Linked DNA regions of Triticum aestivum: region 1 is linked to region 2. The links are chromatin contacts, called in public Hi-C maps. All regions are on one chromosome and are shown on one strand. The core of a region is the stretch at or near the end of the contact, and the rest is flanking DNA. Distances in the headings are between cores, read along the strand shown. Region 1 holds the start of LOC123102331 (calcineurin B-like protein 2). Region 2 holds the start of LOC123102329 (TNF receptor-associated factor homolog 1a).

Region 1 (4,362 bases), core at 1,529-4,028, 990 kb before region 2:
GCCTCGCTGAGTGCTGCTTCGCCTTGGACCGGTGAATGCCGTCGCTGTTATTCTACATACATGGCTGAGGCCATGGATGGGGACCTCGCTGACACGGCGCACCCGTGGCCTGTGTGGACTAGATCGGCTGTCCATTTGCCGCGGCCAGTATCAACTTCGCCTTATATTTGGTGTCGACAGCGCAAGGGCAAGGCGTGAAGATCCAAAAGACTGGCGAGGCGGATTGGTGTGACCGTGGTTCCAAGTCATCAAGAATATCAAACATGTAATAAAATAGACTAATCCGAAAGCTTCTGAAGAGCCGCATCAGGTTGCTGAACAGTAATACTACATCATTGGCATATTATAGACAAGAAGGACTGAGACAACACCAGAATTAAATCTACGGTTTTGCTAAAGCACATCTAGATGTGCCATAAGTATTGCACATCTAAGTCCTATATCATTGATCTTACGTTGAGATTTGTATGGATATTTTTTTTCTCTTTGTGCTTGATTCACTCACTTAAATGTGCAATAACCAGAGCACATCTAGATGTGCCCTAGACACTCCCTTAAATCTATTATTACTACAGAGGAAGTAACATACTAAGCTCTCTAGTTTGAGTGCAGCGTTTCGGTGCCCAGACTCATCTGCACCCGAAAAAAAAATCACAAAAAAATCAATATTTTTTTGCATGGTAGACAATTTATCACGTGAGGTCCACTCCAAATTTTGGATCATTTGAACTTCTGAGAAGCTCGCAGCAAAAAAGATAAATCAGGTCAGAACAGTGCTTGAACAATAAACATGTTTTACAGACCCCGAATTTGTCTTTTTTTGCCGAGAGCTGCTCAGATGTCCAAATGATTTGAAAACTAAAGCGTACCTCACGCATCAAATTATCTACCACACAAAAAAATTTGTAAATTTTTGAATTTTTCTAGTATTTGTTTTGATTTTTTTCGTAAAGGCGGGTGCAGCTGAGCCTGGACTCAGAAATGGATTACCGCTCTAGTTTCTTTTTACCACACGACAGGTATTGTCTGCTATGCCAGACTGAAATGCTTGAATGATTCATTGGACATTACATGCAAGATAAGTTAAAAAAAGATTTGAAGCTTTTTATTTTCTGTTAGCGGGAACTCCAGATTTGGAGCCTCCTCATAGAGGGTTGTGGGAGATGCTAGGAGCCCCTCTGTGTGCCGTTGGGCCAGCTAGTTTTCCTGGTTATGAGAAGGTATTGCTTGATTTTTTGTTTTCTTTCTATATGTGTTTTTCACCAGTTCAAATAGTTTTTCTTTTGGGTTTTCTTGCCTTTATCTTTCTTGTTTGTTTTTTTCTTTTATCTTCTCTTTTTATTCTTACATTTTATTTCATTTTCTATGTTTTTCACCGGATTTAATGGGTTTTCTATTGGTTATTTCTTGCCTTTTCTTTTTCTGTTTCTACTTTATATTTTTTGTTTTCTTCTCTTTTTTATTTTACACTTAATAAGTCATAAACATTAATAAAAATATAAAAAAAAATTAATTCATGATTATTTTAAAAGTTCACAAATATTTTACAATTTGATATTTTTAATTTAAGAACCTTTTTAAAATTTAAGAACATTGTTTAAATCCATGAATATTTTTAAACTCATGAACATTTTTTTTAAATCATTTTTGAAAAGTTAAAAATATTAAAACCAAAGATTTTCTGAATAGTGAACTTCTTCGAATAAATAATACAATAGCCTTTTTTTTTGGAGCTAGCAATGGAGCGAGTGAAAAACAAAATGACGCGAGCTAGCGGAGCAGCGAGCCAAGCCGAGCGAGCGAGAGCTTCATGCGTGACCCATGTTAGCATGATAGCAGCAATTCAATGGTTTCAATATGAAATAAGATTTCCCAAGGGGCTCACACAACCATCACTTTTAGACGCTACGGCCGAAACGTGCAAGGACTCCATAACCACGCACGTAGCAATATCACTCTCCTCTCATAACAAATATTTGTCCTCAATAGCCTCAACATGATATACAAATGAAAGAAAAACACTGCCACAATATAAATAAAACCAAGCCAATGTGGATAAACCAAAATGAAAACAGTTGGCCGCATAACCCGCTGGAGAAAAAAAAGTTTAATCACACGAGTGGAGAATGGGACGGCAAACCGCACGTTAGCATGTAGTCATACATTGAAACTCTATGGCTCGTGGCTATAATCTACATATTTGCTAATTCTCATCTAGATGATAATTAACAAATTCACATCTAACTTGTACATTATTTGATCAATCAAACAGGAAAAAGAAGAAAAGAAAATCCCCACGAATCTCCGGGTAAAATCAAATGATGTGGACGTTAGATGTGACTTTGTTAACTCTCATAGTTAGCCCTACCCCTATAATGTACAACATGGAGTACATGGGACATGAAGAAAAAGGAGAGAAAAAAAGGTCTATGTATCATCTATAAAAAAAACCCAGACAGTATGTAAAATAAGTGATATATTCACTCAATCTCTTTTCAAAAGTTTCCACTGCCTTATCAACAAAATCACCTCTTATAGGCAGACAAGCAAACGGTAGATGGCGACCGAAATAAAAAAATAAAGCGAGTGGCACGGAGACAGGCGTAAAGTATTCCGGGGAACTAAACAGTTGGGCGGCCTCCCTCCCTCGCTCGCTCGCTCTCCCCCTCCTCCTCCTTCCGGCTTGGCTCCTCTGCTGCGTGCGGTGGCTCGCCGCGGTGGGCCCCACCCCCTGCGAACCCGCAGCCCAATCATGAGCCCGAAATGGCAACGAGGCCCGGACGGGGGGTCGGCGCACCCCAAACGAACCTCCCACTCCCACCCCAGGGAAACAAAACGACGGGGCGGAGACGAGACGCGTCCCGTCCGCGCACGCTACTCGATTGATTGCTTCCTTCCGCCCGCTGCTGCCGCTGCCGCTGCCGCTGCCGCCAGAGCTCCCCCCTCCCTCTCCCCCTCCTCGAATCCCCGGTGCCCTAGCCACCCCGCCGCCCCCCGCGACGACCACCGGCGGCGAGCGAGAGGGCGGATCGTGCCCCACGCGCCGCTCCTTCCCCTCCCGGAGGGAGACCCCCAGGTACGCCCGTCCGCTCCCCCTTTGCTATAGAGTCCAGAGCCCGGGCGACCGGATCTTCCGCCTCACGACGCGGGTTCAGCGCTGCGGCTGACTGACTGGGTGGTGGTCGACCCGCGCAGGATCGAAGACCGGTCGGCCGCGGAATGGGCGGCCGCGATGACTAGAGGGGGTCCCGCGGGGGCGTTGTTGGCGGAGGTAGCGGAGCGCATACCATGGTGCAGTGTCTCGACGGCGTGAAGCACCTCCTCGCGGTCCTCTTCAAGTGCTGCGACCTCGAGCTCAAGCAGCCGCGGGGGCTCGAGGACCCCCAGGTCCTCGCGCGGGAGACCGTCTGTACGTCCCTCTGCGCTTTTGGTCGCCGTTGTTTTCTGCTTCAATTTCGTGGCGGGGGAACTGAACTGAATTGAGCGCTGAACTGGGTTGGATTTCTGTGCGTGGCGCAGTTAGCGTGAGCGAGGTCGAGGCGCTGTACGAACTCTTCAAGAAGATAAGCAGCGCCGTGATCGATGACGGGCTGATTAACAAGGTAGGTGGTTGCTGACGAGTGCTTGTTTCGCAGCTCAATTCTGTGTATGTAAGCACTGTAGATTGCGTATCACTGTAGGTTATGTTCTGAGGATTGTATTTAGGTATTGTGAATCATCCGCCGGGTGCTGTGGCTCTGTCGTTCTGATTTATTCGCACTGTGCAGGAGGAGTTCCAATTAGCGCTCTTCAAGACGAGCAAGAAGGAGAGCCTCTTCGCTGATCGTGTAAGTCCGCTTTAGTTCAACGCAGTTGATTGCTGTGTACTGCTGCTTGTCATGATGTTGTCGTTGCATATTTGGTATCAGTATTACTGCCATGCACTTGCTATTTTTAGGGACCTGGTCAAAATCAATGAGATTCAGGGGTTCTTGATTGTTGATGTTGTATCGGCAATTGAACTCTGTTCAATACTTATTGATGCAACACATGCACTAATTGACTCGTAATTATTTTGTGGAAATAGTATGAGTTAGCAGAATTCCGCTGACCCTCGCTTCAGATATTCATGCATCATAGTATTACTCAGCCATTTATGCGTTTCTCGGAGTCCGACTCCGATTTGGCAGGATTTTGGATAGAGCTAATAACATACAAATTCCGATATGGATTCGGAGTATCCGATTCAGCCCATGGCATGGTTTCGCGAGCATTACTATATGATTTTCAGGAGTCTGAAATAGGATCTACCCTTTCTTTCTTGTATTTTCGCTAGACAATTTTCTAAATAATGTCCATCATTGGTTAATCATGTGCAGTCTA
Region 2 (4,157 bases), core at 77-2,576:
ACATGATCTTTGGATTTGACACACTTTCTTTGGCATGCCCGGGTTACACAATGACATCAATGTGCTGCAACGATCGCAGTTGTTTGCGCGACTGACTGAAGGAAAAGCTCCTCCTTGTCACTATACTGTCAATGGACATGAGTACACCATGGGCTACTATCTGGTTGACGCTATCAATCCTCCATGGGCTACCTTTATCAGCACCATCTCAAACCCAGTTGGTCAGAAAAAGGCTCACTTTGCCCAAAGACAAGGAGCGACTAGAACGGATGTCGAGAGGGCATTTGTAGTTCTACAGGCCCGTTTTGCAGTTGTTCGTGGACCTGCTAAACAATGGGATTCAGAAACCTTGTGGGAGGCGACAACATGTTGTGTGATTATGTACACCATGATCATCGAGGGTGAGGATGACGATGCTGCCGCAACACTGAAATTTGAGAACGTGGGTGATCCTAATCCGGCCACATTTGAGAAGTTTATTCAAATGCATTAACAAATTCAACATCGACCAACTCACGAGAAGCTGAAGGAAGATCTGATTGAGCATCAATGGGCGATGAAAGGGGATAACAATGTTGGGATGTAATATTTGAACTTTTTTAAATTTGAACTAGTGCTGCATGCGGTTATTTGAACGTCTGTACCCTTTGCATGTGGCTATTTGATCGTGCGGACTTGAAAAAAAATGAAGGCCAAATGTATGCGGCTATGATTGATGCCCCCTGTCCTTGTCCGTTAACTGGACCCCTGTCCGTGGATGGATATGGCAGAAAATTTGCAGATCGCCGTTAGAGACACCCTTAGATAATTGAGTGATGATCGATGAACGAGCGAACCATAAGATGGATGCCCCCATAATTACATATACCAACCACAAAGACAGAACTGACCCATTCTCGTGGAATGGAATCATGACATTCCATTCCACCTTCGTTCCCAAAGCAAACACATCCTTAAGATTATAGGAAAGATAATGGCAATAATAATAAATGATACAAAATACACCGACCGCGATGAAAGAAGACAATATAGGTAGGGTAGAGAAAGGAGACGATAGAAGTTAGAGCAAGGCCGGGACGGACGGACGATAGAGCACCATGAGGTGGATCCGTCCGAGCACCAACTATCGATCGGAAAAACGGCATTGACATTCCGTGGAGGTATGTGCCCTAACCGAAACGCGCCCGAGTGAGACGCAATATTGTGCGGTAAGCAATATAATGCTTCCAAATACGACTGGCTGGCTCATAAAAAAGTAAAATTAATGTTGACGCGCGGCCACGCTATATATACCCACCCCCATCCGGAAATACCCAACAAATCATTTCTTCGGTAATCCTGAGCCGGAGCCTGAGCCTAAGCCTAGCTTAGGCAGCCTCCCTCCCTCGCTAAACCCGATCCGATTTCGTTACTCGACTCGACTAGGGCGCACGCACACCCCGCTGCTCCCTTCCCCTCCGTCTCTCCCCCCCACCCCGCCCCTCCCTATCTCCTCCTCGACGAAGCAGCTGCCATCGCCGCCGCCGCCGACGTCGACGACAGCGACGTGCAGGTAACTCTCGATCCCCGGGCATGTCTCCGACGCACGCACGCGGAACGGCACCGGTCTGAGGCGAGGGGCGGAGGTGAGGTCAGATCCGGACTACGCGGGGGGAAGGGTCGAAATCGGAGGAGATAGATTTTGTTTTCTAGGTTCCTAGGCGAGGCGAGCATTGCCGCGCTCGCGGCCCCGATCTAATCTGCGCGCCTACGTGCGCGCGTGCGTGGTCTCTCTCCCAGTTCGTGCCCCGGGGAGATTGCGTTGGGTTCCGCGCGGGGGCGCGTCCTTGGATTGCTTAGGTTAGGTTAGGTTGGGCGGCGACGGGCGCCTGGGTTTAGCTTAGCTGATGGTCTCGTGCGTCAGCTCCTCGTGGGCGTGCGCAGTGACTTTTTATTTTCCTTGTTGCAGGGGCAGGCGTGTAGGGTGATAGCGATAATATAATTAGCCCTGGGGTAGATGATTTAATGCTGCTTAAGTTTGTCTCTGTGGCCTCAACATTCAGTTAGTCGATGGTTCGTAGACTGACCATGGTGTCCTCTGGAACCTATGGGTTGAGTATTTTATGCCTCGTGACAGGAACTAGTTCTTGCTGGATTGGCTTGTGCTCCGGCGTTACCCTTGTCTCCGATCACATTTCGTCCTGTGCAATGCCAGCTTTGTATACATGACTTATTCGCAACTGCTTGTTATGAGATGTGACGCCGATAGATATAGGTTTTGCTTACGGACTAGTGAAACCCTAGTTGTTTCCGCTTTTGGTGTCTTCGGGTGCTAGAGTTTTAGTTTTGTCCTATTTATGTTCCTTTTGTTATTGATGCTGAGGTTTGATGACTATATGGTCTTAATTCATTGTTGTAGGAAGGAAAAAGGCGAGCCCCGTACTGGATAGGTTAATGGCTGGCACTTTGGTCGAAGATTATACAGGGGATGGTAGATCCTCATCAACCGAGGACTTGCCAAGTGATCAACAAAGCCATTCTGGGGAATCTTTAGCTGAGTGGAGGTCAAGCGAGCAAGTTGAGAATGGAACACCATCCACTTCACCAGCTTACTCGGACACTGAAGATGATGATTGTGGTGTGTTGTTCACTTTACCTTGCATTTGTTCATATTACCTGTTACTGCTTCATTCAGACATAGTTATTTTAATATAACATTTTCCAGTTTTACCATCTTGCCCATGACCTATTTAGTTCTCATGAAAGTGTTGTCTCTATAAAAGTAGAACATTTGATTATGTTGTGGTGCTACATAATACATGTAGAACTCCTGAATCACTGCCCATGGCTCCATGCACTATAATGGATGATAGAGTTTTATTTATCTTTGGTAGGTTTAGGACAACTATCCTGTGCAAATTTGGGCATGTACGTTCTTCTGTTCTGATTGAACCAGTTATGTTTTGTGCTTCTGTGGATCAGGATTCATGAGTTTGAAGAAGTAACAAATAGTTTCATGTTAATTTTAAAACATAGGCTTATGAGTCGTTGCATGTACTCCCTCTGTTCCTAAATATATGTCTTTTTAGACATTTCAACTGGAATACAACATACAGATGTATGTAGACATATTTAGAGTGTAGATTCACTCATTTTGTTCCCTATGTAGTCACTTATTGAAATCTCTAAAAAGACTTATATTTGGGAACGAGGGAGTAGTTAACTAATTATGCTATGGCAAGTTTATGACATGCAAGCTTGAGGAGTCCACAGTTTTTGCCAAGTGTTACATGATTCTAGTGCTGATCAGCTTGTAGATATCTTATATTAGTTATAGTGTCAGTTTTTGTGCTATAAGGTGACTGAAATCTACAGACTTTAGTGATGCATTATTTGCCCATGAGACATGCAATATCATTCATAAAATCACTCACATCAGAATGCCAGTTGAAATTTCATTCAAATTACAGTGGGATTGTTGAGATGTGTATCACGATACATTAGCTGAAGCATTCCTTAGCTTCAAATTCTTGAGGTTCTAGAGTTATTTATTGGAAGGAAGCCCAATAGTACTTCACCGAACCTTGAGGTTGAAACTAAGTCATATTTATCAATTTATTTTTGGAAATGGCAAAAGTAATAATGGAATACTGAATATATACGGTTTGTCGTACTAGCAAAATAGTTTCGGCATGTTCAAGAATATTTACTTATTTAATGATGTATATCACAATCTCTTAGGGTTTCTATCATGTGTGAATGCAATTGGGATCAAATACATGTTTCCCAGTAGCTATTGCTAAGTTCTACATTACCTCTAAAACCTGACCGCTCATAACTGTTTGAACCAAAAAAGAGAACCAGAATCAGGCCTGGTTATGTATTATCTTGTTTCAATATGCTCCATCGCATGCCATAGTGTTTTTTTAGTGTCAAATGCCATCCAAGGGTTTATTTATCATACTTACTAATCCTTTTAATTCGTTTCTGGTAACCATTCTGTTTTGATTTACCATTGTTTGTGTGTAATCATATTATCAAAGAAAGAATAAAAAAGTACAAACAATGGTACGATAGGGGTTAGTGCCTAGTGGTGGCCTGGCCTAGCATTGTGTACAACGTCTAGCTAGTGGCCGGCCCAATCGCCCATGCCTGCAAGAATAGCAAAACTTCACACT

The links. A called contact is a pair of places that touch in the nucleus more often than the background predicts.
Region 1: a Hi-C map of leaf shows a contact between it and region 2, with 5 times the contacts expected there. The contact joins the promoter of LOC123102331 here to the promoter of LOC123102329 in region 2. A contact is called at or near these places in 2 of 5 Hi-C or Micro-C datasets (both in leaf).

What each region holds. Positions count from the first base shown.
Region 1 is chr5A:66,246,090-66,250,451 of IWGSC CS RefSeq v2.1, reverse strand. It overlaps LOC123102331 (calcineurin B-like protein 2), which reads left to right and starts at 2,778. Exons shown (of 9, transcript XM_044523637.1): 1 at 2,778-3,076; 2 at 3,196-3,409; 3 at 3,520-3,602; 4 at 3,768-3,827. The coding sequence starts at 3,289.
Region 2 is chr5A:65,258,494-65,262,650 of IWGSC CS RefSeq v2.1, reverse strand. It overlaps LOC123102329 (TNF receptor-associated factor homolog 1a), which reads left to right and starts at 1,326. Exons shown (of 13, transcript XM_044523636.1): 1 at 1,326-1,552; 2 at 2,399-2,614. The coding sequence starts at 2,434.